Linked DNA regions of Mus musculus: all the other regions are linked to region 3. A link is a contact called in public HiChIP or PLAC-seq and Micro-C data. All regions are on one chromosome and are shown on one strand. The core of a region is the stretch at or near the end of the contact, and the rest is flanking DNA. Distances in the headings are between cores, read along the strand shown.

Region 1 (4,262 bases), core at 360-2,859, 280 kb before region 3:
AGGGTTCTCCAGGTAAGACCAGAGGGCATCCACTTGGACTAAGGGATGTGGTGCGGTCTTCCTTTTGTCTGTGTGGTTCTGTGCTTGCTATGTGGCTGGCTGGCATCTGAATATGTGAGCCAAGGTTGTTGGGTGTGCACAGGTAGGTCAAGGGAGAGACAAGAAATTTGGGCCTGAAGACAGCACCTGCCTGAGTCCAGTGTGGTCAAGGGTCTCTACCCCTGACTGCAAGTACTTGTCTCTCACACAGGTTAACTCTGAACAGGGGTGTGTTTCCATTTTCTCCACCACAGAGTGAGGAACTGGTGGGAAGGTGGGTGTGTCGGAAGCTCCTCCCTTTAACCTGTACCATTTGCATCTGTGTCTGGCAGGATAGGAACCTTGCAAGGGGAACTGTAAAATAAAGCATCCATTTCCTACCTCCCTCAGCAAGACACCTGTCTGGTCTTCTCCTCTCTGGCCTCTCCTGTGACTGATGGGGTCAGCCTCTGTGGCTTTTGTATTTTCTGCAGAGAGGAAGAGTGCTGGGTCCTGTCTAAAAACTCTAAGCGGCCTGCAACCAGTCATACCCTTTCCTTCAGCTAACCAAATCAGAAGGCCAAAAGAGAGGCATTGGTGGATGGCCTACCTGGCAAGGATCAGGGGTGGTAAGGCCTCAGTGACTCAAGAAGGAGGAGGAAGAGGAGGAAGAGGGCTTCTGGGTTAGGAATCCAGATCTGTGCCCACCTTAACCCAGATAGGGACACATAGCTCATCTCCAAATCCCTCCCCACCCCACCCCACCATACATTTGCCCTTGACACCCAAGGAAAGATCTCCTGTGTGATGACTACACAGATAGACACACATGTCCCCACAGACACACACACACACACACACACACACACACACATGAGCACTCGCGTGCGCACGCACAACACGCCCATGCAGAGGCACAGACACCCAGGGAGGCAAATCTTTCCCTTTCTCTGTCTTTCCCTTGGTTTGAATTTTGTTCAGCCACATATGTTGTGTGTGCGTGAGGGTGGGTGGGGGAGGGGCAGACAGGGATGAGGAATGGCATGGTGCCAGCATCTACCTATGGGGCTTGGGCCAGGGATGCCCCCCACACCCACCCTGGAAGGAGCCTCAGCTGTCCCTTTGTGGTGGAGGGGATTCTCTTGGGGAGCGGCAGTAAGCACCGAGGTCCCTTCTCCACACCCCAGGGTCTGGTCCTGACCCACCTTAGGGACCTGGAGACAGGGAAATGGACAGATCAAGACCCTGGAGAGAGCCCTGAATTGGCCTGGCAACCACAAACCGCCAATTCCCAGACTTGCCACCCCATTGTTCCCATGTGGGGGGTTCTATATCTGAGGGGGGCAAATCCTCCCACCTCCCTCTCAATCTCTGCTTTTCCTGCGTTGGGCGGGGAGGGGAGGGCGGCAGAGATATTTATTTATTTCCTTTATTTATTTAATTTTTTTTTTTTTTTTTGGAGTAGAGAGTGACAGATGGCGGCGGGTCCCGGGGGAGCCGGCTCTCCCCCAATGCAGACGCATGCCAATCACCGTCTCTCATGTGATAGCTGCTGCCCGTGACGTGCCAAGCCCATATGGCCTGGCATAGAGGCTGGTACCCCGCCTGGTAGAGATGCCACACTCGCTCCGCGGCTCGCATGGCGCTCTGAAGACGCCGGCGCCCGCCGCCTTGAGGAACCGCTGCCCCCGCTCCCTGAAGATGGGGGAACAATGAAATAAGCGAGAAGATTCCTCTTCTCCCCCCTCTCTCTCTTGCCCCCTCCCCCCTCCCCTCCCCTCTCCCCTTGACTCCTCTCTGAGGTAAGTTGTCCGAGAGGGAGCTAGATCTGACCTGCTATTAGTGGTGGGGGGGCGCTGCTTCGGACATGGAAGTCCCCCCCAGTTCTCCTATTCCTGGGACCCTACCCCCTTACGGGATGGGCAGCGGGGGCGCCCCGTGTTCTCTCTCCCATTGGGGCCGCAGCTTAAGGGGCTGCGGAAGGAGATGGTATGCCTAGGATGGGCTGAGGGGGAAGGGTCATGAGGCACTCGAAGAAGCGAAGATGGGACCCCCCCCATGACTGTCCCGAAGGAACCTGTGACCTTTTCCCACCACCAAAAAAGATAAGCAAACAAATAAATTTGGATTTTTCCCCAAGGATCTCAAAATACAACGAGATCTGTAGAGACGTGTGGGAGGGAGGGAGTTTGAAGAGGGGAAGAGGGTCCCTGACCGCAAGGGAGACGAACAGGGTTCGCTTTTGGGTCTCCTCCCCACGCCCGGCTTCTTCAGTCCCCGCACCCGGAGCCCGCTCCGGGAGACCCGTAAGCAGCAGCTAGAGAGGAGACGGTGCTCCGGTGTCTAGAATTGGGGCTGCGGGGGTGGGGGCCCGGCCGGGGGCGGCGCGCGGCCAACTTGCAAATTGGATTAGGGAGCTTGGGGGTGAGAGGCACCGGAGGGCTTGGGGAGCCAGGCCGAGGGGCCGGACCGTGGAGAGGAGGAACCGGGGCAGCGTCCCCACGGCGGCCGCCCAGCTTCTCTCCGTCACCGGGAGAGAGCTGGCTTTCGGGCGAGAGCACCGCCTCCCCGGGAAGATGGACCTGGTCCCTTAACCCCCCACCTGGTCAAGCTCTCTGGGACCCCGACACCGGCCGAGAGCAGCTTCCTTCCGGGCCAGGGGCGGAGCAGGAGCCCGGATCTCGGGCAAGGGCCTGGGCCGCGGTCCCCCACTGGCAGCCGGGCAGGGCTGGGCCGGCTCTGGGCGGGGCAGCAGGACGTAGTGGGCATCGGGGGCCCCTGAGCTGGGGCGCTCACGGAGACTTGGGGGGTGGAGGCGGGTTGGGGGGTCGTGGTGACCCCGGCGCGCCCCTCACTCTGTGCTGTCTGTCTCCCCGCCCCCGGGGCGCCCTCAGGCACCATGCTGACCCGCCTGTTCAGCGAGCCCGGCCTCCTCTCGGACGTGCCCAAGTTCGCCAGCTGGGGCGACGGCGACGACGACGAGCCGAGGAGCGACAAGGGCGACGCGCCGCCGCAGCCTCCTCCTGCTCCCGGGTCGGGGGCTCCAGGACCCGCCCGGGCCGCCAAGCCAGTGTCTCTTCGTGGAGGAGAAGAGATCCCTGAACCCACGTTGGCTGAGGTCAAGGAGGAAGGAGAGCTGGGCGGCGAGGAGGAGGAGGAAGAGGAGGAGGAGGAAGGACTGGACGAGGCGGAAGGCGAGCGGCCCAAGAAGCGCGGGCCGAAGAAACGCAAGATGACCAAGGCGCGTCTGGAGCGCTCCAAGCTGCGGCGACAGAAGGCCAACGCGCGGGAGCGCAACCGCATGCACGACCTGAACGCGGCTCTGGACAACCTGCGCAAGGTGGTGCCCTGCTACTCCAAGACGCAGAAGCTGTCCAAGATCGAGACCCTGCGCCTGGCCAAGAACTACATCTGGGCTCTCTCGGAGATCTTGCGCTCCGGGAAGCGGCCGGATCTGGTGTCCTACGTGCAGACTCTGTGCAAGGGGCTGTCACAGCCCACCACGAATCTGGTGGCCGGCTGCCTGCAGCTAAACTCTCGTAACTTCCTCACGGAGCAGGGCGCGGACGGCGCCGGCCGCTTTCACGGCTCGGGTGGCCCGTTCGCCATGCATCCGTACCCATACCCGTGCTCCCGCCTGGCAGGCGCACAGTGTCAGGCGGCTGGCGGCCTGGGCGGAGGCGCGGCGCACGCCCTGCGGACCCACGGCTACTGCGCCGCCTACGAGACGCTGTACGCGGCGGCCGGTGGCGGCGGCGCTAGCCCGGACTACAACAGCTCCGAGTACGAGGGTCCACTCAGTCCCCCGCTCTGTCTCAACGGCAACTTCTCGCTCAAGCAGGACTCGTCCCCCGATCACGAGAAGAGCTACCACTACTCTATGCACTACTCGGCGCTGCCCGGCTCACGGCCCACGGGCCACGGGCTGGTCTTCGGCTCGTCGGCCGTGCGCGGGGGCGTCCACTCCGAGAATCTCTTGTCTTACGATATGCACCTTCACCACGATCGGGGCCCCATGTACGAGGAGCTCAACGCATTTTTCCATAACTGAGACCTCGCGCCGACCCCTTTCTTTTTCTTTGCCTTTGTCCGGCCCCTTAGCCCCAGCCCCACGAGCTCAGGGGCTCCCACCGACTCCAGAGCCGGGCGCTCGAGCGCGGGCCGCCGGTTCTGCAGCTCTCCAGAGCGGCGTGCTCTCTTACCTGTGGGTGGCCCGTCCCAGGGGCCTCGCTTGCCTCTGGGGA
Region 2 (4,699 bases), core at 79-2,578, 500 kb before region 3:
ATACAGAGAAATAAAGACACACACACTCCTAGACAATGATACCAGTTAGTTCTTTCAGGATTTCAGTACTTAAAAAGTCTTCGTAACGTGTCCAATGCTAGTTGTCATTTAGAATGAAGTCTTTGCTGCTTCCCCATAGTAAACCTTTAAACTGTACTTTGTCGGTAATATTTTTATTTTGTGACAGTCTAGAAAAATGAAGATCAAGTTCCTTTTAACGTACACATTAATAAATAGCTCCAATAAGGAGCTATGGAATCAATGTTACAGGATGTTAGCTTGACTGACAAACTATTTCAAAACTGAAAACTTGGTATTTCGCGTAAGCTTCCTGTTGTCTTGTGCAGTGTTTACTAGAAAGGTGTACAACAGTGACTCAACTGGATAGATAGTACCTAGTCTCACAAGGTACTTTTTAAGGTCCAATCATTGCCAGGATCAGAATCTCTAAAGTCTATTGTTCAGTTTGGCAGTGTAATGGTGGTGTTGGGAAGAGAAAGGCCTTAAATGTGGAATTGTTCTAGACGGAGTGCAGTGTTATTTCAAATTTGGAGTACTTTTTCCTGAATGTAGGAAAACTACAGAGAGTAGTAACACTGGAGCTGATGTTTGATGCATGAATAGGGCTGGTTAATACAAGAGGGAGAGAAGAGCCTTCCAGAGGGGCGTCCACTCTGCTAAGTGCCTTCACCCATTACAAAGCAGAAGTATTTGAAAGAGAGACGTGGTATCAGAGCGGCAGATCTGTGGTGAACACTGGAATAGAAGACTAGCTTTGAGGGCAATGATGCAAACTTCCCGAACTGCAGAGCACAGACGCCCTCCTGCCTAGCTCCCTTTTCCCTGCCTGAAGAACCTAAGAGGATGCATCCCCAGCTCTTGGGACAAGCCTTGCGTGAGAAGAGGCACGTATTACCTGGGTGCCCTACCGTGCCGTAAACAAAGCCTTTGATATTGAATAAGGAAGAACGTTGCGATCCAACTGCGGAGGAGAGAACACCTCTGGCTTATTATTAGTGTTTGGAGGACACACGGTTCAGGGCGGGGCGGGGCGGAGGCGAAGAAGGAGGGACGGGGGAGGAGCCTGCGGGCCAAGCCCCACCTCCTGCGAGAGACCAGAGCACCGCGTAGAGTAGGGCCCACGCAAGCATCACGGCTCAGGCACTAGTGGCGACGGCTGGGTGCCCTCCTACCTCAGGCCAGGCCCAACGCCTCCCCATCGCTCCTCTACAGAGCGAAGCAAACCGCCAAGGGCATCTTCCCTACCGGTCCCAGGCTATCACGGGGGCGGCTGTGCCCGAGAGCGCCTGCGTGTTCCGGCTTGGCACGAGGGGCGGGGCAAGCGCTCGCAGATGGAGAGCCCCGCCTCCTGGCGCACGCGCAGTTGCGGAGCGCTGCACCCTCCGAGCCTTTCGCACCTCTCCTTGGGTCCCGTGTTCCCGCTCTCTAGCTCTAGTCGGCCTGGTGGTGTGACGAGTAAAGGAAACGAACTCAAGACTTCCTCAGACTAAAGGAACTGATGAGTGAACACAGTGGGTCCTAAGGACGGTGGCGGCGGCTCTGAGCAGCCCAAGGATGCCGTAGTTTGGCGATCAGAAGAAGGGAGATGTTTGTGAGAATTTCCTAAAAGCGAGGGCTCAGCTCTGGAACCCCGAGCTAACGTTGCTAGCGTTGCTGGATCTGTCAAAACGTCACATCCAGTTTTCACCTAGTTGCATTTTTCTGGCATACAAAACCAAGACCTTGAAGAGCCCTCTCCTCTGTGCTTCAGAAGGGTGCCCTCAGACCTTCCCACGTGGAGGAAGGTTAAACCTTTATTTTTTTCAGCTTAGAGTGTGAGATGATGTAAGGGACACCCCCTCATGCAAATTTATTCGGAAGTAACTTTGCTTTAGAGAATGGGTCCCTTCGAAAGGAAGGCGAGAGCGGGTGATCTTTTCCTCAGCTGATGTGAGATAAGTCACTCTCAGGGAGCTCCAAAATAGTCTTTCAAAGTTCTTCTGAACCCTGTGCTGGGGACCAAACCCAGGGCCTTTACTGAATTGAGTCGCTAACCCCATCATGCGTGGTCCCATCTTGACTGCTATTTTAGGTGACCTGAAAGACTTTAGGTGTTGTTTACCTCTTGGCAGTAGAGCACCGCTCTCAGTAGTGGTTTTGAGTAGGTTGGTTAGGGAGAGAGCCCAAGGTTCAGATAGGGTGCAGAATGGTTATTTGGGGTGAGATCAGGAGTTTTCAGTTTTATTTCCTTTGAGCCGAGTCAGTATTTGGACTGTCTCAGATGGTCCAGGAGCAACCTTTGTCAGTAATTTCATTTTTAGTCACTGTTAATTTTATCGATCTAGCACAAGCATGAAATGGGATTCAATGAGTCAGATCCACCCCCTGTCAGTTACTACGTCTAGACTCATGGGTTAGCCTCAACTGTTAAAAATGTGGATGGGTGTTTTGCTTGCATTTCTGTCTGTCTGTGCACCACAGGCATGCACTGCCCACAGAGGCCAAAGAGTGTGTCGCCTCTGGGACTGGAGTTAACAATGGTTGTGAGCAGCCATTTGGATGCTGGGAATCAAACGTGGGTCCTTTAGAAGAGCAGCCAGTGTTCATAACCGCAGAGACACCTCACTTCAGATTTAATCAAAACATTTTCCAAAAGTACAAAGTATTACTAACTTCTCAGTTATTGCACACGATTCTCATAAACTTATGTGTTAAATCTTAACTCTTATAGAAGAGTGTTAGAATAGTCGGGCTGGAGAGATTGCTCAGTGGTTGAGAGTTTATCTGCTTTTCCAGAGGGCTCTAGTTCCAGGATCCAGCTGGGTAGCTTACAACAACACCCTTTTAACTCAGTTCCAGGTGAGCCAGTGCCCTCTTCTGGAAACCATGGATGCCTGCATTCACGTGTATATACCCTCTCCATCCCTCCCATATATACAGAATTAAAAAGAAAACCTTTAGCTGGGTAGTGGTAGCACATACCTTGAATCCCAGCACTCAGGTAGCAGAGGCAGAAGCAGAGGAGGGCAGATCTCCGAGTTTTAGGCCAGCCTGGTCCACAGAGAGAATTCCAGGACAGCCAGGGCTACATAGAGAAACCCTGTCTCAAAACAAACAAGCAAGAAGAAAAGAAATGAGAGAGAGAGAGAGAGAGGGAGAGAGAGAGAGAGAGAGAGAGAGAGAGAGAGAGAGTTAGTTTGGGTCTTGGAAGTATCCATGTAAATGTTTGATGTAAGCTTTGTGCTTTAGTTTTGTTTACTTATTTTGAGACAGTGTTTCTCTGTGTACCTCTGGCTGACCCAGAACTTGTTATATAGTCCAGACTGGCCTCCTAGAGATCTGTCTGCCTCTGCCTTGTGAGTGCTAGAATTAAAGGCAGGTAGCATCATGCTGGGCAGCCCAGACAAACCTTGTCATCTGACTCTATGGAGACGCTACATGAGCTGGGTTCACTATGAAATCTATACTGATTTCCTTTATTTCTCAATATCTCATTTAAACTGATTTAGGTCAGTAATTCAGTATATGATAGATATTTTTATAGAAGACAAATTTATTTGATTTTTAAAAAAGATTTATTTATTATTTTATCTAAGTACACTGTAGCTGTCTTCGGATGCACCAGAAGAGGGCGTCAGATCTCATTATCGACGGTTGTGAGCCACCATGTGGTTGCTGGGATTTGAACTCAGGACCTATGGAAGAGCAGTCAATGCTCTTAACCACTAAGCCATCTCTCCAGCCCTAGAAGACAAATTAATAATGCTGATATCACAAGGCACTATTCTAACATGAAACATTACATATTGATACTTGCCAAGGCACAGTTGTACACTTGGGCTATCCTGTCTTTCCTTCTTTTCTCTTTTTCTTTCCTTTTAACAAAGAGGGTCTTTCTGTATAGCCCTAGTTGTCCTGGAACTTTCTTTATAGACCACACTATCCTCAAACCAGAGATACTCTTGCCTCAGCTTCCCAAGTGCTGGGATTAAAAACATGCAGTCTATGCCTGGCATGATACAGCATTGTTAATTAAAGTTCATATTTTTAATATTTCCGTAGTTTATCTGCACCAGAGTCACACTCAGGCTTTCGTGTCACATTTAGTTGTGCTGTCCCCTCAGGTTCTTCTGAGCTGTTGACAGTTTCTCAGACTTTTCTTGTTCTCTTTCTTCTCTTGTTTTCTTTCCTTTTGGTTGTTGTTGACTTTGACAGTTAAGGACTGCTTTGAAGATCCGGACTCAGCCTTAAATGATCAAGTATTTTGTGGAAAGACTCTCTTGGACTTTGCTTGATGGTTTTTCTCATTATTGCATAGAATTATAGATTTTTGTGAGGATGGCAGCAGAAAAGTGACGTTCCCAATACATCATATCACTGATACATACTAACATCATACTTTACCACTGTTTTGTTTTGGTTTTTTTCGAGACAGAGTTTCTCTGTGTAGCTCTGGCTGTCCTGGAACTCACTTTGTAGACCAGGCTGGCCTCGAGCTCAGAAATCCGCCTGCCTCTGCCTCCCAAGTGCTGGGATTAAAGGCGTGCACCACCACGCCCGGCTACTTTTCCACTTTTAATGTTAAATGCATTAAATGTTTGTCAGGTTACTCCATATAAGGTTATCCCTTGCCCCCAATACTGTACTGTTTGTACTCTGCACTTAAAGAGGAGAGATTTATGCTCCACCCACTTGAGGG
Region 3 (4,615 bases), core at 498-2,997:
CTCACACCTACACATGTAGGCAAAACACTAATGCACATAAAATAAGAATAAAGATATTTTAGAAGAGGAAGAGGAATAAGAGGAAGCACCTTCAGACTGAGTGGGGAGAGAACACCAGGGCCTATGGGTGACCATATTTCAGGTGTTGCAGGATTTTAGAAGAGCCTAACTTAGAGAGGTTTGGAGACTTCCTGGATGATAATGGAAGTCCATTTCTGCTCAAGTCCAGACAGGAAAACTAAGGCTCATGGTTGCCTGATTTTCCATCCACAACGAAAAGCTGTCTGCCCTAGCCTTTTTTTCAGTTTGAGTTTTGTTTTATTTTTATTTTTTATTTTTTTGTTTTTGATTTTGGTTTTTTGTTTTTAGTTTTTAAGACAGGTTTCTCTGTGTAGCCCTGGCTGTCCTGGAACTCACTCTGTAGACCAGGCTGGCCTGGAACTCAGAAATCCACCTGCCTCTGCCTCCCAAGTGCTGGGATTAAAGGCGTGCACCACCACCGCCCGGCTATTTTTTCTTTTGAGATAGGATCTCACTATAATCTTAACTGGTCTGAACTTACTTTGTAGATGAGACTGGCCTGAAATTCACAGAGAGATATGGCTTCCTCTGGCTCTCGGTTGCTGGTATTATAGGCATGCACCACCATGCCTGGTTTGGCTTCACTTTTGACTCATTAAGGTGTCTTCAGTCTGTAACCTTAACATTAGGGAGACTGCAGCAGGAAGATGATGCGTTTGAAGCCAGCCTGGGCTACATAGTGCATTCCAGGCCAACCTGGGAGACATAGACAGACCCTGTCTCAAAAATAAAAAATGTAGACTGCTAGGATAGTTTTTTGTTGTTGTTGTTGTTTTGTTTGGTTTGGTTTTTTGAGACAGGATTTCTCTGTGTAGCCCTGGTTGTCCTGGAACTCACTCTGTAGACCAGGCTGGCCTTGAACTCAGAAATCCTCCTGCCTCTGCCTCCCAAGTGCTGGGATTAAAGGTGTGTGCCACCACGCCCCGGCACGCTAGGATAGTTTAAAATCATTCAAGTATAAGGGCCTGACTTTAATCTCCAGCCTCTATTTAAAAGGGCCAAATCCACAGCACTGGGAAAGTAGACAGGATTTCTGGGGCTCCACGGCCAGCCACTCTAGCCAAATTGGCTTACAATGAGAGACTCAGACTCAAATTTCTTGGTAGATGGCTCCTGAGGAATGGAACTGGAAGCTAACCTCTGCCAACCAAACTCACACGTGCGCTTCTCATACAGTCAGACATAAGAGCACGCGGATCATAAACACACACAAAACAGCCTGTTCTCTGCTTCAGGGAGCGTCTATAAGTCTAGTAGTGGTATGTATAATTTGATGAGATTCTAGAAAGGCATCAAGTTAATGGGGCGAGCGGGTCTTTTTCTCTGTCAAGGTGCGGCATCTTCCAATGTGCACTATCAGAACGCTGTAACTTTGATTTTCCTCTCGGCTATTCTGCGGCATCCTCGAATTATTTGCATTTCCAGACTCTAGTATCATTGTCCCAGCCCTCCTTCAATTTTGTCTCCCCACCTATCGGCCCCCATTTCGGGCTTTCCATTGTAAAACTACCCCTCCGCTTCTTTACCCTCCAAACCCCTCCCCATCTTGTCGAGCCCCCCAAGACTCCACCCAGCTGGCCCTCCTAGCCACCACCGCAGCCAATAGCTGAGAACCTTCATTTGCATAGCTGCGCGGGGGAGTGGCGGAGGGAAGGGGGAGGGACCAGGCGACCTCCTAAATCAAAGTTGGGAGGCTAGGACTGGGCGGAGGGGCCGCCGGGTGCAAGGCTGGGGCCGGCGCGGGGAGGGGGAGGGAGATGGGGGGCGGGCGCAGAGGACGGCGGAGCCGGCCGGACTCGGACAGCTCGGTCGTTCCCTGGCTTTGCACATCCGCGCATCCCTACTTCCCTCCTCCTCCCGCGGAGCGCAGCATCCTCTGCAGACCCTTGGTCCTCACACCCCGGGTCGTCCAGCTTCCGCGGCTCGGGGTAATTGCCTCCCTCTCCCCTGCCACACCGACAACTTTCTCCCCTGGTGCCTGGGGTTAGGGGGCTGCTTTGCCTGGGAGGGTTTCTCCTGGGGTCACTGAAGAGCTGCCCCTGGAGAAAGGCTTGAGAGTCCCAAAGAGACGCCCGCCACTCACAGCCTGACCCCAGCGGGCCTGCCGTCGGGTCTCCGCACCCTCTCTTCCTTTATACCCCAACCATGACCGAAATGAGCGAGAAGGAGAATGAACCGGATGACGCGGCCACCCATACCCCCCCAGGGACCGTCTCCACCCTCCAAGAAACCAAGGTAAGTCGTGGGGTGCGAGGCCTGGCCCCGCCCGGGCATCTCTGACTTGGAGCGCTGATCACAGTGGCTGGGTCCCTTTGGGGTTACGGAAGCTAAACCGGGCCCGCGTGATTCCTAAGGCTGCGCGCCGTGCCGGGGAAGGAGGAGAGGGTTCGCGACGAGGGGACCCAAGGAGCAGATCACACGAGCACGACCCGCCAGAACGCGCGAGGCGCCGACGCGCTCCGGCTCCCTCCTGGGCGGTTGTAACTCGGCTTTGTTGGAGGGAATCGGCGCAGCGGAGGCGCAGGGCGTGTGTGGCCGTGTGTAGCGGGTGTGGGCCGGTGTACGCGCGCGTGTGTGCGTGCGGGGCGCACCCTCCCGGGGCCGCCACATCGCTGTCTGCGGCTCCCCGGGGCCCCCTCTCTCCTGCCTCTGAATTCCTAGCCACAACCGTCTCCTCGGAGCGTGCAGACTCTCCGCTTCTCTTTGCTTCCCTACGTGCTCCTCTGTGTGTCTCCGGCGTCCCTCTCTGACCCACAGCAGCCTGGCACGCACCTCGCGGACCGGTTAGGCTGGGGGCCCGAAAGGCTGCGGCCCCGGGTGCGCAGCTTTCAAGCCGGCGCTGGGGGCTGCGGCAGCGCGGGCCGTCGGTGGCGGGCGGGGACCCGGAGTGTTGCGGTTCCAGAGCCAGAGGCAGCCCCACCCCCCGCTTGGAGAACCAGGAGAGGGGAGGAGAGAGGGCAGAATCAAAAGAAGAAGTCATCGTAATTAATGAATGTCATAATTAACCCTAATTATCTATGATTGTTACTCTTGCGGGAGTCACAATGAATAAATTATTCTCCTATGAAGGCAGGCGGAGCCCAGACTGCGGGCACTGAAAGAGGTGGGGGAGGCTGTCGCTTACATTCCACCTCCCACTCCTAATGAGTCTGCCCCCTCCCCAACTTCTAGATGTTCATGAAGTTCTGTGGGAAGCTATCTGAGCGCCGGGAAATGGGAAGAGAGGATACTGTGGGAGGGAGCCCTCTCCCTTCCCTAGACTTCAGGACAAGACTTCCTCCTTTCTCCCTTCCACCCTGGTGTTTGTTACCGTCCTGGTCCTGTGACCAAGCAATACGTGGTGAGAACCAGAAATGGGCGGTGTCTTGAGGCTCTCTGGGGTCACAAGCTCCTACACAGCACTTCCTACCGACCATCTTTCTTCTCTGTCCATCTTGACCGGACCCTTAAGAATATGAGGTTAATTCAAGGTCAAGGTCATCACCGCAGTGAGCAGGGTTAGCATGGAGTCTTACTGAAGCTATCCAGGTAGCTACCCTGTGCCTGCACTTGGGGACCCTGCCACTCTCCGTGTCCAAGGCTCTTGGCTTTTTGAGACCAGCAGTCTTGCTAAGTATCCTTAGCTGGGCTATAACTCACTGTGTATCCAGGGCTGGCCTCAAACTCTTTTAGCCATTTTCCTCTACCTCAGAGAGCTAAAATCACAGCCCTGAGCCACCATACCTGGGTCCCTCCCATCCAAGGCTTCAGTACACACTTGGCCTTCTGCTCCCATCTAAAAATTAGACTCTGGCTTCTAGTCCATATTTTAGACCCCATACAGTGCCAAATCTCTCCTGGAAAGGAATGAACAGGGAGGATATTGTCTGGGTTATCTGAGATATACAAGGGGGAATCCTGGGAGCTTGTCCTCACACTAAGCTCTGGCTCACCAGCCCTGTTGTCACCCTGGGCAGTTAGTCAGCCCCCCTGCTGATATCTCCAGAGTCTGGAGGGGCTCCTAGTTTCTGTCATATGAGAACCTGTCAGCTCCTGCCCCTCAGGGGCTCCCAAAGGCAGGCAGGAGCCAGGAATGGTGCTGCCTCAGCAAACCCAAACCCACAGGCTGCAAGCTCAGCTGTGGGGGGGGGGGGCGGGGGCGGGGAAGGAGGGTCAGACCCTGGCAGAGCTGTGTCTCCATCCTCCAACACAAGGACCCTGCAATGTCATCTGTTCTGGGTCTGGAGGAGATAGACTGCACAGCGGACCCCCTCTGTGCCAAGCCATTTGGGTCCCCAGCCTTGGCCCCTTTTGTCCTTGTGTATTGCTCCGAAATGACCTCCCAGGCAGTCCTGCGGGTGTGTCAAGGGGCTGCTCCGTAGAGCAAAGGTGGGCAGGGAACCAACTCAGGGCTTTTAGTCAGCCTCCTTCAGCCCCTCACAAAAGGAAAGACAGAAAAGGGGTGCTGCCCACCTAACTCTGTGTGAGGAAGAGTAGACACTGGGCCAGGTGCCTGCCAGGGGAGTCATCAGCTTGGTGCTCCCAGCATTACTTG
Region 4 (4,647 bases), core at 885-3,384, 390 kb before region 3:
GCAAATAGCAAGAGAAAATCTTTGTAAATACTTATTTCACTTGAGATATTGTATGTAGGATATATAGAGAACTCTTAGATGCCAATAATAAAAAGAAAGTAACCCAATTTAACTGGGCTATAAAATGGGCAAAGGTGGCACAGGCCTTTAATCCCAGCACATGGGAGGGAGAGGCAGGCAGATTTCTGAGTTCGAGGCCAGCTTGGTCTACAGAGTGAGTTCCAGGACAGCCAGGGCTATAGAGAAACCCTGTCTCAAAAAAAAAAAAAAAAAAAAAAAAAAAACCAACAGCAAAAATGTGACTACTTGAAAAGATGGCCTATTGCATTACCTAAAAGAATAACTATCATCAGGGCTGGAGAGATGGCTCAGTGGTTAAAAGCACTGATTGCTCTTCTGAAGGTCCTGAGTTCAAATCCTAGCAACCACATGGTGGCACTCAACCACCCATAATGAGATCTGACACCCTCTTCTGGGGTGTCTGAAGACAGCTACAGTGTACTTAGATATAATAATAAATAAATCTTTAGACTGGAGCAAGCGGGCCGACCAGAGTGAGCAGGGTCTACCGGAGTGAGAAGAGATCCTGAATTCAAATTCCCAGCAACCACATGATGGCTCACAACTATCAGTACAGCTGCAGTCTACTCATATATACATAAAATAAATAAATAAATTTAATCTAAAAAAAAAAAAGTAATATCATCAAAGAGACAGGCAACCAGTATTTGTGGTGGCTATGAAGAAACAACTCCTTGTGCCCTTTTGGTGGTGTAAAATGCTACAGCTGCTTAGAAAAAAAAAAACAAAAACAAAAAACAAAAACAAAAGCAGGTAGGCAATCCATAAAGAGTTAAATATAAATTTCTCGCAGCCCAGTAGTTTTAATTTTACTCTAAGGAACTTAAGAGAAATGGCAACACATCCATACAAAGGCATCTACAAGACATTTACTCAAAACAAACAACCCAAAGAAACCCAGATTAATGTTAATAGACAAATAATCTGTGCTTTTTCTATACAACAGAATGAAATAGTATTCATCAATAGAAAGGAACGCCTGGGACACAGCACTGGATGGAGGCTTGCTCTGATACAACAGAGCAAACGTCACATGCTGCAAGAGTCCATTTATGTGAAATGTCCAGAAAAGTTTAGAGAGCAGAGCAGCGATTGCTTGGGGCTGGAGTTGGAAGCTGCAAGCAAACAGGAAAGGCCTTCTTAGATCCATTGAAATATCCTATAACTAGATGGGATGACGTCAGAACTCAGCAAACACAGACCGACCCAACAATGAACAGTTTCAAGGGACACCAGAATGGGTGACTTGTTACGATACTGTAGTGGTGCTTCAGGGAAGGAAGAGACAGGGAGGACCCAGGCTGCAGTTCCAGAATTACAAACTGAGTTCAATGACACTAGCCCTCTAGCAAGAGGCAGGGATGAGGAGTGTGCATAAAGTGGGGGTCAGCACTTCAGAGTCAAAAGAACTAGAGTTCTGGGCTGATGAAGACGCTTGACCTGTAAGAGACAGACCTTTGAGACAGAATCTGATACTCTGAGTTCAATCCCTGGGACCCACATGATAAGATGGAGGAGGCCGAAAGTTGCTGTACTCTGACCTTCAAAAGCATGCTATGGCATGGCCCCCACCTCCAATACACACTCGTCCACAAATTAATAAATAAATGTAGTAAGTTTTAAAGATGCCCTCGCATGCATAAATTCACACTTATACACATATATACGTAATTAAAATATTCTTAAAAGTTAAAAAAAAAAGAACTCGAAAGAAAAGCAGTATGGTGTGGTTTCAAACGCTATCATCGTTCGAGAGGTAAATAGCAACACCAATCACAGACCATCAGCTACCTCGGCCGCCTGCCCCATTTTCTCTGTCTTTTGTAAATGGAAAATAGCTTTGTGATCACAGGCAGTTCGTTAGTAAGCAAATCCATGACTGTGAGCATTGGATGCCAATGAGCTCTCAGAACCCAGGATCAGTGCTGGTCCAGGATATTCGCTCTGCAGCTGGATCAAGATGTAGCAGTACCTGCTGACGGCAGAGGGCGCCCCGACGCAAAGCGAGGTCCGGACACGCCCACGGACACGCCCCCCACGTGACTTTGGCGTGGCGTCACACCCGGAAGCAGCCCTGCAGCGGAGCGGGCAGCAATGAGTGGGGAGCCAGCGCCGGTGTCCGTAGTGCCCCCTCCCGGGGAGGTGGAAGCAGGCAGTGGAGTCCACATCGTGGTGGAGTACTGGTAAGCCACTCGGGTTGAAAAGGAGCCTCTTGTGCTCGCCCGCAAGATGGGGGTGGATCCACGGGAGGCCCCACCCCCGGAACCCCAGCTCACTCCACGTCTCTTCTCCCCAGTAAACCCTGCGGCTTTGAGGCGACCTACCTGGAGCTGGCGAGCGCTGTGAAGGAGGAGTATCCGGGCATTGAGATTGAGTCGCGACTCGGGGGGACAGGTGAGGTCCGCAGAGCACCTGCTGAGTCAGTCCATGTGATAAAACTCCAGCTCTCCCTACATTCTAGAGCTGACATTGGCTGTTGTATATAAAGCCCCTAGTAGGGTCTGACACATAGCAAAAATGCCTACTGTGGGTTTGGAGTGAAGGAACTCTTAATGGCGTATTGGAAAGACGCACGGGTGAGGACTTTGGGGTTTGGGGCTGAATGGCTTCAGGATCGGTGTCTGCCGAGGCCATGAACAGTCTTGCTTGGACTCGAGGTGGTGCCAAGGACCTCCCTGAACTTCTGCCTGTTGTTCTTAGTTCGTTCTTGCATTTATTTCCTACCAGGGGCCTTCGAGATTGAGATCAATGGACAGCTGGTGTTCTCCAAGCTGGAGAATGGAGGGTTTCCTTATGAGAAAGACGTGAGTATTTAATGTACCTCGGGAGGGTGGCTGAGACGAGACACACCCTCCTCTCCTGTGCATGACACTCGCCCATGTCTCTGTCCGCTAGCTCATGGAAGCCATCCGAAGAGCCAGCAATGGAGAACCTGTAGAAAAGATCACCAACAGCCGGCCTCCCTGTGTCATCCTGTGACTAAGAAATGATTCTTGGAAGCTTGGTTCTGGGGTTTAAACCTTTCCTTGTGGTTACGCTAGGAATCCCTCTACCTTTAGCCCCTCACTTGGCCCTAGGTAACTAAGACCCTGACTTCACTTTGCCTCTTAGGGCACAAGGAGGGACTAGACATTTCTGTGGCCAAAGGCAGAAAAGAGATGTTCTCTGTGAACATCACCATCGCTCTCCCGGGATCTGTGCCCTCTGCAGTTTGGTCCTCTCCCCAGCGTGGCAATACCTTTCAGATGCCACGGTTGCTATAACTTATTTTCCCTGAATCCTGGGCAGTGTCGGCTCTTGGCAATAAAGAGTAATTACAAATGCTTGTGTCAACTGGCGTGTGTTTATGTCCAGCCTGTGCGGGGGGCACACAGGTCAGTCTGGCCCTGCTAACACCTAGTGGGTGGGACTAACACCTAGTGGGTGGGGTTTTCCTGGATGGATACTTCTTTCTAAGGCAAGGAAAACAAGTCACATGGCAATGCTCTCCACAAGCTCCCCTCTCCCACTGGGAGGACAGGACTTCATTCTGGGGGTAGCCTTGGAATGAGTGTGTCCAACGGAGTATTCTGGGGGTAGCCTTGGTATGAGTGTGTCCAACGGAGAATGACCCTGTTGCCAAAGGGCCTTCAGAAGGAATCCTAACTCCCCAGTCCCTCAAGCCCAAAGCCAAATTGTCTCAAACTTTTGGAAGATCTCTACACACTCACTCCAGGAGGAGCTGTGTGTCAGATGAGCAATACGGTTTGACCCGGCCCGGGACCACTCTCAGACATAGGCTGGGGTCCAGTTATTTTACAAATCTCATTGCAAATGGAGAAAGGGGACAGCACCCCCCGACTTTCATATAACACCCACTCTCCCACTGTATCCTTATTTCATCTTTAAAAAAAAAACAAAAAACAAAAGTAAAAACAGAACAAAATAAACTCTGTACAAAGACCAGTCTGGGTGCAAGTGCTGTCCCCCTCTTGGGATGCACGTGCCTCAGTCCTAGTGGGGTGTCCTGCTCCCAGGATATTCACCTGGGGCCTCCTCCCTTGCAGGCTGAGCTTCCCTCAGTCTTCAGAACCAAGAGAGCCAGGCCAGGTAAGGAATACCCACTGGACCCTACAGTCTGTCAGGGCAGTCAGGGTCTGTAATCCTCTGGGGCTGAACAGTGTGCTGTCTCTTCCGGCCAGGCGGGGCCCTCTTAACCACTCAGGATTGAAGCATCGAGCGAGGTTCCTCAGGGCACGTTCCTGGCATAGCCGGCTGCCCTGGATGTCATGTGGCCAGAGGACCTTCTCCCTGCTTTGTGGCGGGCGATGGAGACCACAAGTTAGGCCTTCCTTCCCCACTCTGAAGACAGAGGATGTCTGCACATGTGACCTCATACTGGCACATCCAGGCCTAGGTACTCAGGGTTCTCTGCAGTGGGGGTCCCTTCAAAGGTACTTGGTGGAGGACCCTGCTCCGATGAGTTCTGGTCCCAGTAATAGAGGTTGTCAAAGGCTGGGCTGAAGGCAGGAGAAGGGTGGGGCTGAGAGGCAGTGCCTGCTCTGGGTGCTAAGTATTCAGGGTTCT
Region 5 (4,466 bases), core at 818-3,317, 370 kb after region 3:
GCCTCAAGTAGAGGCAATGCTACTACCCCCAGACACACACACACACACACACACACACGAAGTCACACAACAACTTGTGGGGGCATGGTTTTCTCCTTTCACCATGTGGGCTCTGGGGATCACACAGGTCAGCAAGTAACTTTATCCACTGAGCACTTCCCAGCCAGGTTCTCATGTAACCCAGACCTTGAACACCAATCCTGCCTCTACCTTCCAAGGGCTAGGACAATGGATGTATGTCGCTACACCCTGTTTATTGCGTGTTGGGGATGGATAGATTCCAGGGCTTCCACACACTGCAGACAAAGGGTCTATCCACTGGGTTAGGTTCATAGCCTCACCTCAGTTTTTGTTTGTTTTGGTTTTCTTTTTTAACGGCTAGGTGAGGTTGAGTCCCCATTGGCCCATGAAAGCAACATTCTTTGCAATGTTCCTCAGGGAGGGAGAGAGCCCAGTGCGCAGTGCCTTTGTAGGGTGGGGTCAGTCTTGCCTGTAAGCAAGGGGGTGTCTACAACAGCCTGCCTAGAGTACCACTATGAATGTGAGCACCACATCTCACAGGAGAACCCTTCAAAGGATGGTGAAGACAGAGGCCCAAGGAGGGGAGAGGCCTTGTCAGGGGCAGAGTGTGCGGAGAGATGAACTAGTGAAAACTAGAAAACCAGCACCCTGCCTAAAGGGCATGGGCATGTACCCACAATCCTCTGGCTGGCATGCCCTTGAAACTGCCCCACCCTCTGGAATATCTGTTCAAAGGCCACAAAGGAAGCCTCCAGAGCTGGATTTATGGTCTCAACCACAGCATGGGAAACAGGACAGAGTTCTCCAGAATGAAAGGGAGAAGCTCCGGCTACAGTGAAGGGCTCCTGTACAGCTGGGATGGCATCGGATGGCAGCAGGCAAGCAGGAAAAGTCACATCCAAGGTGAAAAGAGACCTGGGAGGGGACATCAGGGAAGACTGAACAGAATCCTCCCAGCTGTGAGGACCAAGGCCTGGCACATGGGCTGCTTGGAAGGAGCAGGGCGGGCAGCCTTCGAGGAGACTGAGTCAGCCACAGAGCTGTGGCCCTTCTGTACCTCCTAGGCTCCTGGGGAGGGACATGGACATACACTGACAATGGCCATCCTGATAGTGGTGTCCCTGACCTGTGAGCTGGTTCCTGCCATCGAGCCCCATCCCCCAATTGTATGTATCTCACCTATATACAGAAAGAAGGGAAATGTGGACGGACTGAAAGTCCCCAGGATAGACCATGCTGACCCCAAGCACGTGGAGAGGAGGAGATGGATGTTTGCGTGTCACACTGCCAGGCCTAACCGTTAGCGTCAGAGATCAGGCTGTGTCACATCTAAAGGAAAAGCTACAGGAGTAACTCACCTGATTCTTGCTTCGGCCACATACACACCACCTGTAGGTTTTCCCGGCAACCAGCTCCAATCTGATGGGTGTCTTCTGTGCCACCACTGGCTTGGCTGGGTCTTTGGGGAACCATCGGGCCTATGATCAGGGTGGATGAGTGACTCGGGATGATCCCAAGTCTTGGATATACTTTTAGTTGGCGGGGGGTTCTGTAACTCTTCTTCAAACTCTGGGGCTTGAAATCAGGTGGCTGTCCTCCCCTCAGTGGGAGACCTGGTTCCTTGCCTTCTGCCCTCTGGTCCACCAAACCTTCCCTAGAGCATGCTGGGAGCAAGGGTCTCCCTGTCGCTGTCTTGGATGTAGCTCTTGAGGTTTGGGGAACTGATAGGAGTTGTGCTGAGATTAGACAAGAGGTGTACTCACCAGCCAAGAAGAGATTTCCCGCCTCTGATACGGCTTCGACAAGGCAGGCAGGCAGATATGATTTGGAAACAGAAAAATAAAATCAGTGGGGAAGGAGAGACGCCGGAAGCCCATCAGGGAAGGGAAAGACCACAAGTCAAAGGAGCGTGGGACCTTTTTTTTTTTTTTTTTTTTTTTTTTTAATGGTTGGGAAAAGGTTCAAAGAAGAGGCGCTGCGGATCTTGGCATCTACTCGGGAGCTCCCTCCGGAAAGACTGCCCTGTGGGGACGCGCGGCCGAGGGGTGGAGTCTGACCTGGGCCGGTGGAGGCGGGGCCGAACGGCCAGGGGTCACCAAAGATGGGACGCTCACCCAGACGCCGCGCATGACCACAGCATGCAGGCTCGTCCCCCACGCTGCGCATGGCCGCTCTGCGCGTAGCCGCGTCCGGGTCGCCGCCCTCTCCGCTCCGCCCCCAAGGAAGACACCGCCCAGGCCCGCACAGGATGGGCACGGCCGAGCCGCCCTGGAGTCGGCAGGTGCCACCCTGGCTCTAGAGTTCAAGGCAGTCAGTGTGTATGTGGATCTATCACTCTGCAGGGCTCTGACGTCTGCATCTTCACCTGCACCGCACATTCTGTGCACTCCGGTTTGAACTATTCTTACAAGTACTTGAGAAAAAGGGGTCACTGACCGTATCCTGTCCTCCTCCCTCGGGCCTCCAGTTAGGAACCCATCTCCCTCCCTACAATAAAGCCAGACAAAGCAAGGTCTCTTTGGATTTTCTTTTTTTAGTAAAACATTCTTTTATTAAAAGAACAAGTGCTGTTTACGAACTGCCCTTCGTACAAATAACATCCGTTATACAAAGATACAAGACCCAGGCTATGCACAATTCCAGGCTTGGAGGTCGCAGGGGAACACCGTCTCTTGGGCTGAGGATATAAAGGTTTCAGAAAGAATGAAAAATGAGCCCCTGGGTTTGCAATCTGTGGCTTCCCTTCCTTGCTCCCTTAGGAAGGGTCTGCTACATGGAAACAGGCTGGGATGGAAGGAAGGGAGCCACAGTCCTTCGGGTCTTCAGTCCCAAGTGGGGCTGGAGAAAGTGAACACAGGAGAAAGAGGACGGTCCTCAGTCCCCAACGCTTCAGTAGGTCAAGACAAGGTGGTCTGCTGGGAACTAGACACACCTGTAATCCAGGAGGAAGCGGCTGGAGGGAACAGAGGGACTCCCTGACCCCACCTCCCTCCGTCCTAGCGGGCACCTCTCCCTGGCCCCACCTCCCTCTGTCCTAGTGGGCACCTCTCCCCAGGCACCAGCAGTCTGTTACTCCCTTTGGCCCTCTGCACTCTTGGGATGACTGAGACTAGCAGGGCGGGCCTGTGTCTCTGAAAACAGGTCAGCATTTCCAGGGTGGGAAGAGGAAATGGAACTGGTAGCCTCTTTGGGCTCTCATTTGTCTAGGCCCTTCCTAGGAGTCTAGGGTGGGAACTCCCTGGGTCTTCACACAAGGAAGGGAAGGGATCACCAGCAGTAGACCCAGGAGCTTGAGAGGGACACCCACAAGCTGGGGGATGAGGGAGAGGGGGATGGGACATACAATTTATTTCTTCTCTTAAAGGCAACCCTTAAAGTGTCATTGTCTGTGGAGGATTCGTCAGCTCAGAGCTAAGACAGTCAGTGCTACATAGATACCTTCCCGCCACGGGCACAACCCTACTACACTCACACCACCACACTCACCACACACACAGGGACAGCCAGCCAACCAGCTGCAGCTAAAAGGCTTGACAGTCAGGCAGTTATGACCAGAAGGCCAGGTACAAAGGCTTGTCACTGCTGTTGCTGAGGTCACGTCACTCCTAGGTTTAGAGCAGTAGCCTGTAAAGCCAGCTCCAATGACCCCCTGATCAGCATCCATCAGCCATGACCCAGCCACCCCTGCCCTGGTGGGCACAGGCTCAGCATCTGTCACCCGCTCACCTCTTCTCACTTAGGGTGGTGACATTAAGATCCACTCATGCATTCTGAGACTCCACTTCCGCTCTGCAAACCACATCCTCCCCCTCCCAGATAGAGATGGCCCCAAATCTGCATCCTTTCTCTCCTTCTACCAAGCTCTTTATCAAAAAAAATGGACCAAAGCCAGACATAGTGGCACACACCTTTAATCCCAGCACTCAGGAGGCTGAGGCCAGCCTGGTCTACATAGCAAGTTCCAGGACGACCAAAGCTACATTAAGAGTAGACCTTGTGCCGGGCGTGGTAGCGCACGCCTTTAACCCCAGCACTTGGGACCTTGTCTTTAAAAAAAAAAAAGGTGAGGTCATCAGAGCCATTTTGCAGAACCCTGGTCCCTCCCAAGGACCCTAATTCTCCCTGTGCTGCGGCACCAGGCCACACCTCTCCTCATGTCTCAGGATATGGAATAGCACCACCAGCTCGCCTCTAATCCCAGCACTCTGGAGGCAGAGGCAGGCAGATCTGAGTCTGAGGCCAGCCTGGTCTACACAGCCAGTTCTAAGTCAGCCAGGGCTACACAGAGAAAACCCTGTCTCGAAAAACGCCTCCCCACCCCACCCCACCCCCAAAAAAGAGGAGCCAACACCAAACCATCCAGCCCAGAGGCCTCTGCAAGCCTGACCTGACTCTGTTAGGGCATCCTGCCTGGCCCAGAACAGGGAAAGGAGCCCAGGGAACTG
Region 6 (4,314 bases), core at 1,054-3,553, 360 kb before region 3:
TCCCCAGATCTCCTTTCCCCTACACACCTGCCCAAGACCAGTTCTGGGGTCGAACCTGGAGCTAGAGGCAGCTGATGGTGCCCTGCCCTTTTAACCATTCCTGGCAAGGCAAACTCTGCCTTGTCCCTCTGCATCCAGCAGTGCATCTGAAGGGATGAAGGCTCAGCAGCCCTCCACTCCCTGTCTGGAGAGCAGACCCTTCAGATTCCAGCTCTACAGCACAGGGCCACTTCTGGTCAACTGCAGACCCTACCCAGCTCAGGTGAAGGGTCTAACCTCACTCTTCTGCACGGAAAGTCAGCAGGAAGGCTGGCCTCCTGAGAAACTGAAAGGAGACTCCATCCTGAAGAAGGCAAGGGGCATCTCCCAGTGTTTACAACAGATAGAGCCCAGTGCCTTGAGGAAGTTCCTAGAGAGGGCAGAGTTCATCCTGTGTCCCCAAGTCAGCAGAGAGACTGCTGTTTGGCAACAGAAACTGGGAGGAACACACAACCATCATAAAAACCTCAGACACACAGGGGTATCCCACAGTGAGCACAGCAGTGTGCTGTCAGGAACTGGGGCAGGAGAGGGGGGCAAGGGGGCACAGATGGTGATACTCCACCAGCCTCCAGGCTCGCTGGCCTCTGGAGAGCACCTACTGTTTCCAGAACCTGTGTTCTGCATCTTCAATACAGCCCACTGATTACGGAAGCAGTGTCTCCGCACTGCTCAGCTAGACTCGTATTTATGTGAATCATATATCATATCCTGTGGCTGGTCACATTGCCTGGGATCCACCAGTTACTCCAGGATACTTCATTTCCCCAGCCCAGGTTTCCCCCCTGGGACAAGGAGAAGGCTACTAATGTTTCCACTGTGGAGTTGTTCTTAGTACTGTAGAAGGAATGCATGCAAGCCACCACCCACGGAGCCTGGCAGAGCTGACCCACACGGGGTGACTGTCAGCTTTTACGCTCATGGTAGAACTGGACATATGGGTCAGTATACACACTGCTGGGTCACCCTCCCAGCCCCCAACACGAAGATAAAGGCAAGAAAACAACCCAGCTCTCTGTCTACCCCTAGCTGACCTTACTCCTTTTCGGTGCCCTCCCCCCGCCCCCAAATGCCCAGGAACCCTTTCCAGTTTATTGTATGGAAGCCGGGAAAACACAAGACCACCCTTCAAGATCCGAGCCTTCCCGGAATCCCAAAGCACACAGTACTTAAGCTGGCTCTAAGGAAATTTGTTCAAAACAGGGCTGTGGAGTGTGCAGCACTGTGATAGAGGGCTTGCCTAACACGGGCGAGACTGGGATGGAGGGTAGGGGTGTTCCATCCCCAGCACAGAAGAGAGAGAGAGAGAGAGAGAGAGAGAGAGAGAGAGAGAGAGAGAGAGAGAGAGAGAGAGAGAATGAGAGAGAACTGTTGCAAACAAATGCCTGCCCCTCCTCCTGCTCCCCCATATCCCAGACACTATCGATAGGCAACTCAACTGCGGAGCCGCCACTCGGTCCTCCCTGCTCGACAGGATGGGTTACTTTCCCCACCGCCCCCTCCACGGCGACCCCACTGGAAGCTGGAGTAACTTACTAAACCCAAAGGGCCAGAGGGGGTGGGAAGGGGGAGGGGAGGGGCAGAGGGGACCCCGAAGGCATCCTGCCCAGTCCGGTCCGGAGGCGGAGGCTGCCAACTGGAAGAGCTCTGAGAAAGCGTGAGGGGGGCTCGAAAGGGGGGAAGCAGGCGCACGCACGCACAGCGCTTCACACACCCTCCGGAGGAAAACTTTCCGACTAGTTTCAGAGAACTTTCCCAAGGAGTTCCCGGAGTCTCCTGGAGCCCGGGAGGCTCCGGTGTAGCGAGAAGGGGCCGGTCCGGACCTCCAGTGTGGTTCTCCGAGTGACTGTCCCATCCCCAACTGCTCCGATCTCCTCCGGGCCGCGGCGCCGGTAGCCGGAATCGTCCCAACGTCCCGGACCGCCCGGCCGTGGAGCTCTCGGGGCCCCGCGGCTCCGGCCGCCCGTGGGCGCAGCCGTAGCGGCCCGAGCCCTCCCCAAGCCAAGACCCACCTTGGGTACCCGCGGCTCCGGGGGACAGGAGGGCGAGGAGGAACCCCCAACGGCACCAGGCCGCCAGCTCCATGATGATCACTGCGGCTCCGGCCCCATGGCTCAGGCTGGACCAGGCTGCGGGCGCGGGGCGCGGCGAGGGCAGGCACAGGCGCGGCGCCGGAAGGGGCCGCCTGGGAAGGGGCGCTCCTGGGCTCCGGGTCCCCAGCGGCGGGCAATCTCAGCTCCACAACTTCACGCCGCACTTCCTCGAGCAGCCCTCCTCCTCCGCCTCCTCCGCCGCCGGTGATTGGGAGCCGCGCGCTCCCGGCTCGCCCCCCCACCCCTCCAACTGCATTCCAGCAAGACTGGGAGTGGCTGCTCCCAGCTTCACTTTCTCCCTCCCGGCGCAGGCCTGGGTGCGTCGCGCCCTGTGCCCTGACGCCTCGCTTGCTTGCTTGCAGTTCTCACCCACTTCCTAAAAGCAGGGCATCTCTTTACCCCTCTTTGCAGTCTTGGGTGGGTTTTATCTTGGATACTCTTGGAACGTTTGCATCACACTCTTAATACCAGATAAATGGTTTGTCGCCACATCCTCAGGTAAAATCAGCCTGGGAAGGGAATGTGTTATGTCTAACTGGTGACTTCCAAGACTCTCTGGGATATCAATTCTGTCCTTTTGGGTATCTCCTGCCTGATCTTAAAGGAACCCACAGAACTAGGAGAAGCGAGTCACATCGGGAGCCCTCTGTTCATCCTTGGAAGAACAGCTTCTCCTGTTTCTTTCTCTTTTTAAGACTTATTTTTATTTCAAATTATGTGTGGTCATATATGGGTTTTGGGGGGTGTCACATAAGTGCTGTTGCCCACAGAGGTCAGAAGAGGAAGTGGGAATCCCCCAGAGCTGGAGTTACAGGGTGCCGCCCACCCACTTTGGTGCTGGAAACAGAACTTGGGTCCTCTGCAAGAGCAGCACAGGCTCTCAACTGCTTAGCCATCTCTCCAACCCCATGCCCACTTCGTTCTGACTTTACCCAGTTCTCAGTTTCATTCATCGTCCTCTCTCTCCCTGTCCTTTTCGCCTGCCAGTTTACCCCTGAAGTACCTAGATATCACTCCTGAAGCCTGGTAACAGGTGAGAAAGGAAACAAAGGTATGCCTTTGGTTGGAAACTCCAAGAACACATTGCAAGAGACATGTTTACCAGGATGAATTGCCCGTCGTTTATCTGAAATTCAAATTGAACTTCATTACGTCCTTCTTCTTTATCTGCTACATCTGATGATGGTACTTGGAATGTTCCAGTAAAGAACACACCTGTGCTGGTCAAGATGCAATCAGAGGCATCTTTGGGGGAGAGAAATGAAGGGTGGCCCTCTCTTAATCTACTTTCATTGAACTGAAACTCAGTTTCAGGCAGACACTTCCACGCTAGGGGCCAAAGAACATGGGACTCTGGTATCTAGAAGACCTGAGTTCGTATCTTCCCTCTATCACATTCTGGCAGTGAGACCTTAGGCAAGTGACTGACGATCTCTGGGTCTTGTTTTACAAATCTGTAAGACTGTGTGTGCTAGGGGCTAAAGGAGAAGACACTCTAGAAGCACTCAGCAGTGTAGTGCTTGACACATAATAACTGCTCAGTAAATGATCCCAGATTTAGCCATTCTGGGGCAGATGGGGTGTTTGTGGGGATCAATTTGAGGTACTCAAAGAGAAAGAATACAACATTATAAATCACACCACCACACCCAGAAGTAGAACAAGAGGGCTGAGCCTGTGTTTTGGTGATAATGTATTTGCCTAGCATTGGGGCAGGGAAGAGGGGACAGGAAGGAATTTGAATAGAGAGAAAAAAATGTATGTGCATCATATGTAATAAGAATCACATGTGGTGACATATATATATATGTATATATTATGTATGCATCTATAATATATAATATTATATAATATACATATTAGGTGATGATATCCAATGATTTACTCATTGATCATTGTCAGGAATGTTCAACACATACATGTGACAAAGCAGCCCCTCTGATTAGCTGTCCCTATTTTCAGCTGGGGATGATGGCTCACCACTAGAATCCCAACACTTGGGAAGTTGAGGAGAGGGGTTGGGGATTTGAGGTCAAAAATCTTAATAACAAAATGAAATACACACACCTATTTGAGATTATGAAAATCAAGAGTCAAAAAGATTAAGACATTTGCTGCCCAGGATGTCTTAAGGCAATGGGAATATCTGAGCCCTAGCAAAACCCAGTTCTTACCCTGGCCA

Evidence for each region. Hi-C and Micro-C count contacts between places; a contact is called where the count stands out from the background. HiChIP or PLAC-seq counts read pairs in DNA pulled down with a chosen protein or histone mark.
Region 1: a Micro-C map of embryonic stem cells shows a contact between it and region 3, with 2.7 times the contacts expected there. The contact joins the promoter of Neurod2 here to the promoter of Stac2 in region 3. A contact is called at or near these places in 2 of 39 promoter capture datasets (hematopoietic stem and progenitor cells and liver), 3 of 484 Hi-C or Micro-C datasets (embryonic stem cells and reprogramming fibroblasts) and 1 of 115 datasets of contacts at active chromatin or transcription factors (pancreatic cancer cells).
Region 2: a FOXA1 HiChIP or PLAC-seq map of pancreatic cancer cells shows a contact between it and region 3. The contact joins the promoter of Zpbp2 here to the promoter of Stac2 in region 3. A contact is called at or near these places in 3 of 39 promoter capture datasets (the C10 cell line and liver), 1 of 115 datasets of contacts at active chromatin or transcription factors (pancreatic cancer cells) and 1 of 9 other capture datasets (adipose tissue).
Region 4: an HNF4G HiChIP or PLAC-seq map of pancreatic cancer cells shows a contact between it and region 3. The contact joins the promoter of Mien1 here to the promoter of Stac2 in region 3. A contact is called at or near these places in 1 of 39 promoter capture datasets (neural stem cells), 1 of 484 Hi-C or Micro-C datasets (the G1E-ER4 cell line), 1 of 115 datasets of contacts at active chromatin or transcription factors (pancreatic cancer cells) and 1 of 9 other capture datasets (adipose tissue).
Region 5: a contact with region 3 is called in a FOXA1 HiChIP or PLAC-seq map of pancreatic cancer cells. The contact joins the promoter of Cisd3 here to the promoter of Stac2 in region 3. A contact is called at or near these places in 1 of 39 promoter capture datasets (the SN4741 cell line) and 1 of 115 datasets of contacts at active chromatin or transcription factors (pancreatic cancer cells).
Region 6: an HNF4G HiChIP or PLAC-seq map of pancreatic cancer cells shows a contact between it and region 3. The contact joins the promoter of Erbb2 here to the promoter of Stac2 in region 3. A contact is called at or near these places in 1 of 39 promoter capture datasets (liver), 2 of 484 Hi-C or Micro-C datasets (the G1E-ER4 cell line and embryonic stem cells), 2 of 115 datasets of contacts at active chromatin or transcription factors (bone marrow-derived macrophages and pancreatic cancer cells) and 1 of 9 other capture datasets (adipose tissue).

Annotation. Positions count from the first base shown.
Region 1 is chr11:98,326,992-98,331,253 of GRCm38.p6, reverse strand. Neurod2 (neurogenic differentiation 2) reads left to right here and starts at 1,609. Exons shown (of 2, transcript NM_010895.3): 1 at 1,609-1,820; 2 at 2,913-4,262. The coding sequence starts at 2,918. The coding sequence ends at 4,069.
Region 2 is chr11:98,547,726-98,552,424 of GRCm38.p6, reverse strand. Zpbp2 (zona pellucida binding protein 2) reads right to left here and starts at 1,328. Exons shown (of 8, transcript NM_027061.2): 1 at 1,103-1,328; 2 at 917-982. The coding sequence starts at 1,151.
Region 3 is chr11:98,050,594-98,055,208 of GRCm38.p6, reverse strand. Stac2 (SH3 and cysteine rich domain 2) reads left to right here and starts at 1,747. Exons shown (of 11, transcript NM_146028.4): 1 at 1,747-2,316. The coding sequence starts at 2,227.
Region 4 is chr11:98,436,475-98,441,121 of GRCm38.p6, reverse strand. It overlaps Mien1 (migration and invasion enhancer 1), which reads left to right and starts at 2,134. Exons shown (of 4, transcript NM_025559.2): 1 at 2,134-2,264; 2 at 2,378-2,475; 3 at 2,809-2,885; 4 at 2,977-3,414. The coding sequence starts at 2,176. The coding sequence ends at 3,060. It overlaps Erbb2 (erb-b2 receptor tyrosine kinase 2), which reads right to left. Exons shown (of 27, transcript NM_001003817.1): 27 at 3,406-4,647. The coding sequence ends at 4,454.
Region 5 is chr11:97,683,534-97,687,999 of GRCm38.p6, reverse strand. Cisd3 (CDGSH iron sulfur domain 3) reads right to left here and starts at 2,067. Exons shown (of 3, transcript NM_001085500.3): 1 at 1,785-2,067; 2 at 1,380-1,499. The coding sequence starts at 1,898. It overlaps Mllt6 (myeloid/lymphoid or mixed-lineage leukemia; translocated to, 6), which reads right to left. Exons shown (of 20, transcript NM_139311.2): 20 at 2,542-4,466.
Region 6 is chr11:98,410,473-98,414,786 of GRCm38.p6, reverse strand. It overlaps Erbb2 (erb-b2 receptor tyrosine kinase 2), which reads right to left and starts at 2,303. Exons shown (of 27, transcript NM_001003817.1): 1 at 2,052-2,303. The coding sequence starts at 2,124.